Linked DNA regions of Sus scrofa: regions 1 and 3 are each linked to region 2. The links are chromatin contacts, called in public Hi-C and promoter capture Hi-C maps. All regions are on one chromosome and are shown on one strand. The core of a region is the stretch at or near the end of the contact, and the rest is flanking DNA. Distances in the headings are between cores, read along the strand shown. Region 1 has its middle 9.1 kb from the start of C1H9orf131. Region 2 holds the start of HRCT1 (histidine-rich carboxyl terminus protein 1). Region 3 holds the start of UNC13B (protein unc-13 homolog B).

Region 1 (3,177 bases), core at 473-2,972, 830 kb after region 2:
AGGAAAAGATGGAGGAGGTGCTGGGTTGAAAGAGGAGTTGCCCAAGGATAACAGTGGGCCAGGGACTTGAGAGGAGATGTTGCAACAGGTTCTGCATGAAAGACATCCACCAGGAGGCAGCAGGACTTCTGATGGGGAGGGCTGATTTAAGGGATAGGGCACTAAACATCTAGTACATAGTCTTGGGAACTGCAGAAGATGGTGCTGATATACATACTTGGCAGAGATGCTGTGGGACCACCTGCCTTTGAATGGATCATATGGGTTTAGACAATGCACATCCCAGTGGCAACCGTGACAGACTAAGACCCGAGTTTTTTTTCTTTCTGAAGTGGTTTTATTTATGTTTTTTGGTCATTGTATATTGTACTAAACAGGGAAAAGACATATTTGATGTCTTCTTACCCCAATAAATGAGAATTTTGAACCAGGCTTAATGTAATTTAGAAAAATTAAGTAATGTTATATTTCTCATGCCTCAGGGTTATGGGACAAATTTAATGTTTACTATCTCATTTAAAATTTACAACTCTCAGAGTTCCTGTTGTGGCTCAGTGGATTAGGAACCTGACTAGTATCCATAAAAATGCAGGGTCAATCCCTGGCCCCCATCAGTGGATTAAGGATCTGGCATTGCTGTGGCTGTGGCATAGGCTAGCAGCTGCAGCTCTGATTCGACTTCTAGCCTGGAAACTTCCCTATGCTGAGGATGCGGCCCTAAGAAGCTAATAAAATAAAATTTACAACTCTCCGAAGTAGATTTTTAAATTTTGTTTTGTTTGTCTTTTTAGGGCTGCGTGTGTGGCATATGGAAGTTTCCAGGCTAGGGGTCCAATCAGAGCTGTAGCTGCCTGCTTACACCACAACCACAGCAACATGAGATCCCAGCTACATCTGCAGCATACACCACAGCTCAGGGCAACGCTGGGTCCTTTAACCCATTAGGTGAGGTCAGGGATTGAACCCAAGTCATTATGAACGCTAGTCAGGTTTGCTACTGTTGAGCCACAGTGGGAACTCCTGAAGCAGGTATTGTTATATTCTTTCAGTGCAAACTGAAAGACCTGTAACTTCTCAGAGGAACCAGAAGCCATCCTATGGGAATCTCTCATCATCCAAAAGCCATTGCCACAGATCTTCTTCCTTCCTGCTACAGTGAAATGCATTTCTCTGTGAGGCCTTCTTTGACCCTCCCAAGCTAGGACAGGTGCCTTTATCCTCCCCTCCCCCACCGGTACTTTCCACACTAAATTGTAACTTTTTTTTTTTTCTTTTTAGGGCTGCACCCGTGGCATATGGAGGTTCCCAGGCTAGGGGTCAAATCAGAGCTGTAGCCACCCGCCCACACCACAGCCATAGCAACTGCCAGATCCGAGCCGCGTCTTCTACCTGCACCACAGTTTACTGCAAGGCCGGATCCTTAACCCACTGAGCGAGGCCAGGGATGAACCTGCGTCTTCATGCATCCTAGTCAGATTCGTTTCCGCTGCGCCACTATGGGAATCCTAGATTGTAACTTGTTTAATCATCTGAGATCAGGAACCTTGTCTATCCAGTTTACTGCTTTAACACCAGCATCTGGCGCTTAATATTTGGTTTGAACTCAGTACCCTCAGTGTGAGCGAATGAATGGGCAAGATTTCTGGGAGAGGGCTTGCTCCGGGGCGGGGCGGGGCCTGGTCCGAGGCGCAGGGGGCGGGGCGGGGCGGGGCGGGGGCGGCCTCCGGGCGGTCTCCTCAGGCTTCCCCGGACACCGCCTGGAGGCAACACCTCTCGACCAGAAGTAAGCATTCTTGAGCCCAGGGCTCACAGCCAAGATTCGGGCGAGGCGTTCCGGACGCCCCAGGATCGTCTGGCTGCTGGACTCCCTCAACTGCGGGGCCTCTGGGTGGGGCAGCTGCTCCCAGGACCCGCCGCGGAGCCCGCCAGCGTCGACGCGCAGCCACGGCTGAGGCCTCCTAAACTGCCCCACTGGCCAGTTGTCCTTCTCTCTTCCTCAATCCGCCCGCCTCCCCCGCCTCACCTCTCCCTCTCCCTGCCCCCTTTCCTTTTCTCCCCCCTTCCCACCTGCTCCAGAGGGATGCGGAGCTAAGGGCCCGGCCAGCAACCCAGCTCCAGTTGCCGCACGGGCTGGGCAGGGTCCTGTCCGTTGCCCCTGAGGGCTCAGTGCCTTGAAAATGTCAGAACTGGTCAGGACAGTGAGACCTGACGGGACCCCCCCTTCAGGAGGGGCCAGCGTCCCGAATTGTTTCAAGGAGTCGGGTGAAGGAGCCGTGGGCGGGAGCCAGGCACAGGCCATGGCCAGAGGTGGGGCAGAGGCCCACTGAGGTGAGGCCTGGAGCAGACAGGAAGGGGCAGGCTTCCAGAAGGGAGGAAAATCCGAGGCAGCTGCCTTTAAATCTCAGGTGTTGGTACTTTTGCTGCTGTGTGTGTGTGTGTGTGTGTGTGTGTGTGTGTGTGTGTGTGTGGTGGTGGGCATTACTATGTGTCAAGTCCTGTGTTTGATGGGAACCCAGTAGAGGTCAGAGGAAGCGTTGCTCCCCACCCCCATCCTATGATAGTATTATACCCTGAATTTAGAGTTTACGAAAAGGGAAACCCCATAAACTTCCAATCTCAGATTTTGATGTCTTTCTTTTCAGACTTGGCTATTCATATTTTTACATTGTTAAAGTAAATATAGGTTTTTGTAAAGCAGGAAAGCGGTTAATATTTTAGCATAAGCCTTTTCTACACACTTAAACTCTTCCTTAACATTATGGTTAAAGGCTGTGTTATTCTCTGAAGTAGATTTCCTAAGGAGTGAATTAGCCACTCACGTGGTTACTTATTTCAGCATTGAATTCTGTGAGCTTCAGTCTCATAAATTCTAGTTGCTTACTAAATATCCCCCAGCTCCATCTCCCACAGGTACTCAGACCTAACATCTTTATAACTTAGGTCGTTATTTTCTTCTGTTTCAACCTGCTCTTCCTGTTGTATTCCCCAAAGCAATTAGCATCACCTAGTCACCTAGGCCAGAAACATAGAAACTGTTGTATACTGCTTCCTCTTCATCCTTCCTATTAGTCATTAGTCACCAATTTTTGCTAATTATATTTTCTATTTCTCTCTCTTCCCCTTCCTTACTGTCACCATCATAGTTCAGGCCCTCATCCTTTCTCCCATAAACTGCGC
Region 2 (3,385 bases), core at 508-3,007:
TGGATGAGAAACCCTGACCTTCTTACCATGGAAACTTTGTTTCTTTTGTTCATTTTTCATTTGGTGTTTCTTTTTTCTTTTTCTTTTTTTTTTTTTTTTTTTTTTTTTTTTTGTCTTTTTGCCTTTTTCTAGGGCTGCTCTGGCGGCACATGGAGGTTCCCAGGCTAGGGATCTGTAGCTTATGCCAGAGCCACAGCAACATGGGATCTTAGCCACATCTGCGACCTACACCACAGCTCACAGCAATGCCAGATCCTTAACCCACTGAGCGAGGCCAGGGATCGATCCCGAAACCTCACGGTTCCTAGTCGGATTCGTTAACCCCTGTGCCATGACGGGAACTCCTTACCAAGGAAACTTTGAATTCAGCACAGCCCACAGAGCGGGGCTTTCTGCATGTCCAGGGCACATTCTGCCTAGAGATGGGCTGGAAAGAGCCTGGGCAGCCTTGACCCTCCTCTCTCTGAGCCCCTGGACTGTCACACAGAAGCCCAGAGCCCCATGGGTACAGGGAGAGTCCGGTCTGGGCACGGCTGCCTACAAACCCTAACTCCTTTCTTGGAGCTCAGACCCACCTCTCACCTACTGTCCTGGAGCCCTGCAGAGCTGCTCCGTGTCCCCCAGGGCACAGCCGGCGCAGGCACTCACTTCCTGCCAGAGAGGAAGGTCCAGGCCAGAGCAGACACAGGCCTGGCGGCTCCCTCCCACTTGAGTTACAATAATAAAGGGCCTCTTGACAAAAGCTTCTTGGTGCTTTTTATTTTCTTGTATTAAGGCTGCACTGAATTGACCGTGCAGCCTTAGACTGCCTTCTGCAAATGAAAGGGTGGTGCCAGGGCCCCTTCCAGCTATTGCCCTGGACGGAGGCCCGGACATTCAGAGAGAGTAGGGTACACCTTCTGTGCATCTGCACACATAGCAGCTGGCACTCCTGGTGCCAGGTGGGAGTTGCAGTCACGAAGCGGTGTCCATCCTCGGAGACCACCTATCAGCCTATCAGCTCTCTGGCCTATCAGCCTCCGGTGTGAGCAGGGGCACCCCCGGTGGTGGTCCTAGGCTCTCTGCCTCCATCGTTGCCCACTGGGGTGTAGCATGCAAATGACACCCAAGCAGGACCTGGCTTTCACCATGGAGAGGTGCCCTTCTGCGCAGGAAAGCAGGAGTCCACTTGTCCTGGTGACGGTGAGGCAGGTGGCAGCTGCCATTCGCAGGCATCAGCGGCGGCCTCGGTGGGAGTGGGCATGGGCTTGGCGGTGGGCGTGGGAGTGGGCCTGGTGGTGGTGGTGGTGGTGGTGGTGGTGATGGTGGCGGTGGCCCGCCTGGGGCGCCTGGAATGCCCGGCCAGTGTGACGGAAATGATGCAAGCGTCCCAGGTGGCCTCGGCCTGCGGAGATCCAAGACTGGGCCCACCAGACTCGGTTTCTTCTTGCAGCAGGAGGGTTCTTCTCCACGTCACGCTCCTCCTGTCTGCGGTACAAACAGGTGGCCAGCAGCAGCAGCAGCAGCAGCACGGCCACAGCGGCGCCTGCGATCAAGCCCACGAGGGCCGTGCTCCCCAGGAGGCCCAGCATCTGGGAGCTGGCCAGTGGATAGGAGCCTGGTGGCTTCTCGCTGCTTCTTCCCCTTCAGCGGCTTCTGCTCCGTCCTCACAGTCCCTGGACTGTGTTTTCTCAGCTCCTGTGGGCTGGAGAGCAGCCAGGGAATGTGGGCGCAGCCTCTTTGGGCTGGAGCTGCTGGCCAAGGGGAGGCCAGGCAACTGTTAGCTCTGGGGAAGCCTGCAGCAAGGCTAGGTGGGGACAGAGGAGCTGAAAGGAGGGGCCATGGGGGGAGAGCCCTGGGGCTGGAGATAAGAAGTTTAGGGCCCCCAACTGTGCCGCCTGGCCGAGTGACTGGACCAGCCCCATACCCTCCCTGGGCCTCAGTTCCTGCTTCTCTCAGGGACAAAGGTTCCACACAGCAGTTAAGAACATGGGTTCTGGAACCACCTGCTCATTAGCCCTGTGACTGTGCACAGGTTTCCTAAGCTCACTGTGTCTCAGTTTCCTCATCTGTAAAATGGCTCAGAGGGGTATCCCTCCTCATAAGGTTTTCCGAGAATTCAAGGAGTCAAGATGTATAAAGCACTTAAACCAGTTCCTTTCTTTCTTTCTTTCTTTTTTTTTTTTTTTTTTTTTTTTTTGGTCTTATGTCTTTTTAGGGCCACTCTCATGGCATATGGAGATTTCCGGGCTAAGGGTTGAATTGGAGCTGTAGCCACCAGCCTATGCCACAGCCACAGCCACGCAGGATCCCAGCCACATCTGAGACCTACACTACAGCTCACGGCAACACCGTATCCTTAACCCACTGAGCGAGGCCAGGGATTGAACCCACATCCTCATGGATGCTAGTCGGATTCGTTAACAACTGAGCCATGATGCGAACTCCTTTTTCTCTTCTTCTTTTTTTTTTTTTTTTTTGTCTTTCTTAAACCAGTTGCTGACACACGTGTTTGCCACTGATACTATGACAGTGGACTTTAGATGACTTGGAAGACCCTGTCCGGCAGCCCACATAGGCCTCTGGGACAGAGTCTGTGTCAAGCAAACTGTCCCACTCCAGGAGCTCAGGTGGGCCCTGGTGACAGATTCTTATCAGCCAAGGAGGTGAAATAACTCTCTCTGGGTCCTGGGTCCTGCCAGGTCTGGGAGCCAAGAGAGTCTGGGTGTCAGCCCAGGGCTGCAGGAGGCAGCCAGGAGGCCGCTGAAGTCAGAAGGGCCAGGCCCCAGTCTCAGCCTCCAGGCTCACAGTCAACAAGCTAACTGGCCATAAATGGCAGGCTCCTTGCTCCATCCCATCCTCCCTGCCCAGCGGTCATAAGCTGCCCTTCCTGCCTGGGGGAGAATGTACAGAGTGGGCAGGACCTGAGCAGTAGACCTGAATCCTCTGTTCAGCTAGACAAGCTCTTCTGGTCCCACCCACGTGTTCAGGGATGGGCGCTCACTATCGCCCTGGGCAGCCTTTTCTGCTGTGGGCTTGTCGAGCTGTTCTCACGGCTCTTCCGAACATACTGCAGGGCCTCCCGGAGGCCCAGCTCTGCGTCTTGATCCTGGAGACCAGGGGTGCCTGAGGCATCCACGGGGAGCACCCAGCCCAGCCCTTCCTCTCGCTCTTCTCCCTGCTACCCAGAGGGATGTTTGCAGCAGCCTGTCTCTGTGTGACCTTGGACAAGCTCCCCCCCTGCAGCCTGTTCCTCCTCGAGGCAAGTGCCAGGGCAAGAGGGGACCTCTGGGGACCTTCCCTCTCTGACCTCAATCCAAGAAGCGCTCTCTCAGGGAGGCCTCAAACCCTGAGCGCAAACCTCCACTGGATGAAAAGGCCAAACATTCCCTTCAAACAAATTGGG
Region 3 (3,246 bases), core at 546-3,045, 750 kb after region 2:
AGGAATTGCTGGTTTAATAGTCCTCCTGCCTTAAGAATCTTTCATGAGGGCTAGCTCTGTAAACAGTGTAGCAGTAGAGATTTAAACTGACCAAGAGACACTGCAAACAAAACCCAACCTCTCCTAAATCCAGCTACTCAACAGAAGAGATCTAAAGGAATAAACAGATTGCCAGCTGCTGAGAAAAAATGTTTTACTAAAAGCAAAGCAAAATTCTCATTAATGAAAAATCAACGATGAAAGAAGAAAAATTCTGTGTCTCTCATAATCCCTGGAAATATCCAAATCCATTTTGGGTTAATGCAGATTTAACAAAACAGTGGAGGAGAACAGAGGAAAGCAGTTGTGTGTTTGCAGAAGCTGTAACAAACACTTAACAGAGAGATCATAAATAACAGTGCTTCTAATTGAAAAGAAGCATGAACTCCATCCAGTAAAAGGTGCCAGGAAAAGGTTCTTGTGGATAAATCCTCACTCACAACCAAGCTACCTTATCCCATCTTGTTCAACACAGATATGATAGGCTTTGAATTCCCCAAGATCAAATGCAATGGGTAAGCCAAACCCTGCTTTTTCTGATCAGATAATCTCTAAAATCACAGTCTCTGCACTCATTCAGAACTAGCATTGAGCTCCTACTATATTAGGTGCCAGAAATACAAAAACCATTAAGAAGCAGTATCTATCCTCATGGAACTTAGTCCATGCACCTTGCCTCACCTTAAACCCCAAAGCTCTTGCCTTAAATTATCTTCTTAGGTGGGTCAAGCGTCCTCAGTGAAAAACCAGTAAAGGCCTTCACCTTAGTTACTCTGATAGAAGTAAATAATTAAATCATACTTCTTATGCTCTGCTCGGAAAGGAGAGAAGCTGACACACCTTTCCAAATCGAATATGAGAATAGTCTTAGCCGAGACTACAGGGAAGGAGCAGGGGACAAAGAGAAGCAATAGAGGGGTGCAAGCCAAGAAACAGACTGGAAGGAGGGATGTGACAGCTGTACCACTGGGCGTTCAAAGCCTAATAAAAAGAACCTGCTACTAAGCCGACTGTGATTTTACGGAGCAGGGGGAAGAAAGAAAGTAAAACACGGTTGCCCGCTAAGAATAGACACCGACTATCCGCGGTCCTTAGCTCGACCACTCTCGCCAAAGGAGAGAACTAAACACCATTTAATAAGATCTGGGCCTGCCAGCCAACAACCCTGTCACCTGGCCACCGGAATGGAGAGGTAACAGTCTCAGCGCGTGAGGAAAACAAGAGAGAGTAGAAAGTATTCTCCAGGTGTTCACAAATGAGTTAACACAATGCTTCCCTGAGGCACCGACGCGAAGTGAAGTTTAGAAAAGGCAGTAACCCGACGCCCACTGGAAGCTCGTGGAGACTCCTCAGCGCCCTCCGCCCCCTCCCCTCAGTCCGCGCACTCACCGCGCACGCAGAGCAGCGACATGGCCGAGGCGCCGGCGAGCCTCCACCGCGCCCCAGCCGCGCCGCCGCACCCGGCCGTTCCCTCTTTCCTCTCAGCAGGTGCCGCAGCTGTTCCCGCTCTTGGCCCCACAGGTCTCGCCGCTCCTCATGGTCCCGTCGCAGGCAGCTTCCCACCACTCCTTTGGACCCGCTCCAATTTTCACCATCGGAGCTGGCTCCTGATAGCAGTGAATACCAACAACCAAGCCGGGTACTGGGCGCGGCAACGCGGCGCCATCGCTAGGAAGCAAGACTGACCCGGACTCCCTCCCCTCACTCCACCCGGCATCCAAGCAAGCGCCTGGACAGAGCCAACCTGTGGCGCCCCGCCTCCCAGCCAATCAACTCACGCCCAGTCCGCCGACCCCGCCCCCCCACACTGGCACGTAGGAGGCGGAGTCCTCTTCCGCTTTCCTTAGTGAAAGAATGAAAACACCTCCTCCCACTAATGAGACTTGAAGACAGAGAGGGGAGGGCTTCCTCCTCACCTGTGTGAGGTGGGAATTGAAGCCTTCTGCTCCTCCCACGTGGGCGGGGCTTCCACCCACCCAAGGACAGATTGATTTCATTGAAGAATTTCTGTCAGACTTCATTAAGGGAGCTGACGGAATTCTTACCGTAATAATTTAACAAGGTAGTGACGCACTTTGCAGTACACCTGACACTAATAGCATTGTAAATCAACTATACATCAATTAAAAAGTGGACTTTAGGAGTTCCCTTACAGCTCAGCAGGTTAAGGATCCAGCGGTGCCACTGCTGTGGCTGGGGTGGCTGCTCTGGCACAAGTTCTATCCCTGGCCCGGGAACTTCCACATGCCACTGGCAGAGCCAAAATAAATAAATTTTAAATAAATAAATTTTTAAAATGGACTTTAACAAGGAAAAAAAACTTTTGTAAATTAGTATGGTGATGGATGTTAACTAGACTTACTGGAGTGATCATTTTGCTGTGTATACAAATATCAAATCACCTGAAACTAATATAATGTTATATGTCAATTATATTTCAATAAAGAATAGGCTATGGGAAGTTTCCTTGTGGTGCAGGGGATCAAGGATCTGGTTGGGCAGCTGTGACGCAGGCTGCAACTGCAGCGTGGATTCAATCCCTGGCCCGGGAACTTCTACATGCCTCAAGTGCGGCCAAAAAAAAAAAGGGCATTAATTAATTTTTTAAATAACAGTAATAAATTTTAAACAAATATCTCATCCTCCTTTAAAAAACAAAACAAAAAAGGCATACCAAAATTTTAATTAGTGACTACAGCATAAAGAAAAAAAAAAAAGAAAGACAGCATAAAGTAAAATAGCTGGAGACCTCGGTTCTTATCTAGGCCTTTTTTCATGCTCTCCACTGTCTATAATAGCGCCTAATACTTAGTAATCAGTCTGTAAATATTTACTGAATGAAGGATGGAAAAAAGGTAATCATTTTAAACTGAACACTTCTGGCAAAATGAGGTACATACAGGCAAGGAAGAGAAAAAGACCAGAGCAGAAAACAGGAATTCACATAGCATGATGTATAGATCCAACACCTCCTCCACCCCAAAATTTGGATTTAATTGGTTTGGGGTAGAGCTCAGGTGTACCTACCTTTTAAAATCTCCCCAGATGATTCTAATGTGATGCCAGGGTTGATCACCATTAGACAGGTGCGTTCTAAGTCCTCATTAGCCCAGCTCAGGTTTCCATGTTTGCGAGCTCTTGGCCTAGTTGGATATTGCCTAGCAGACTCAGGAAGGGTCCATTAATCTGAGTCTTTGCCTTCCAAAA

What was found. Promoter capture Hi-C pulls out the DNA fragments that hold promoters and counts their contacts. Hi-C and Micro-C count contacts between places; a contact is called where the count stands out from the background.
Region 1: a Hi-C map of omental adipose tissue shows a contact between it and region 2, with 5 times the contacts expected there. The contact joins the enhancer-like site here to the promoter of HRCT1 in region 2. A contact is called at or near these places in 4 of 47 Hi-C or Micro-C datasets (mesenteric adipose tissue, omental adipose tissue, retroperitoneal adipose tissue and 1 more).
Region 3: a contact with region 2 is called in a promoter capture Hi-C map of fetal liver, with 3 times the contacts expected there. The contact joins the promoter of UNC13B here to the promoter of HRCT1 in region 2. A contact is called at or near these places in 1 of 5 promoter capture datasets (fetal liver) and 1 of 2 datasets of contacts at active chromatin or transcription factors (skeletal muscle).

The regions. Positions count from the first base shown.
Region 1 is chr1:235,834,171-235,837,347 of Sscrofa11.1, reverse strand. No RefSeq gene overlaps it. Among named protein-coding and RNA genes, the nearest start is that of C1H9orf131, 9.1 kb to the left of the region's middle. Within about 2 kb of position 1,722, at least 36 of the 83 cell types and tissues checked have an H3K27ac peak or open chromatin away from gene starts, as enhancers often do. A contact at or near this core is called in mesenteric adipose tissue, omental adipose tissue, retroperitoneal adipose tissue and 1 more, where this site is marked.
Region 2 is chr1:236,668,790-236,672,174 of Sscrofa11.1, reverse strand. It overlaps HRCT1 (histidine-rich carboxyl terminus protein 1), which reads right to left and starts at 1,757. Exons shown (of 1, transcript XM_021065921.1): 1 at 740-1,757. The coding sequence starts at 1,571. The coding sequence ends at 1,215.
Region 3 is chr1:235,917,300-235,920,545 of Sscrofa11.1, reverse strand. It overlaps UNC13B (protein unc-13 homolog B), which reads right to left and starts at 1,795. Exons shown (of 39, transcript XM_021065583.1): 1 at 1,429-1,795. The coding sequence starts at 1,450.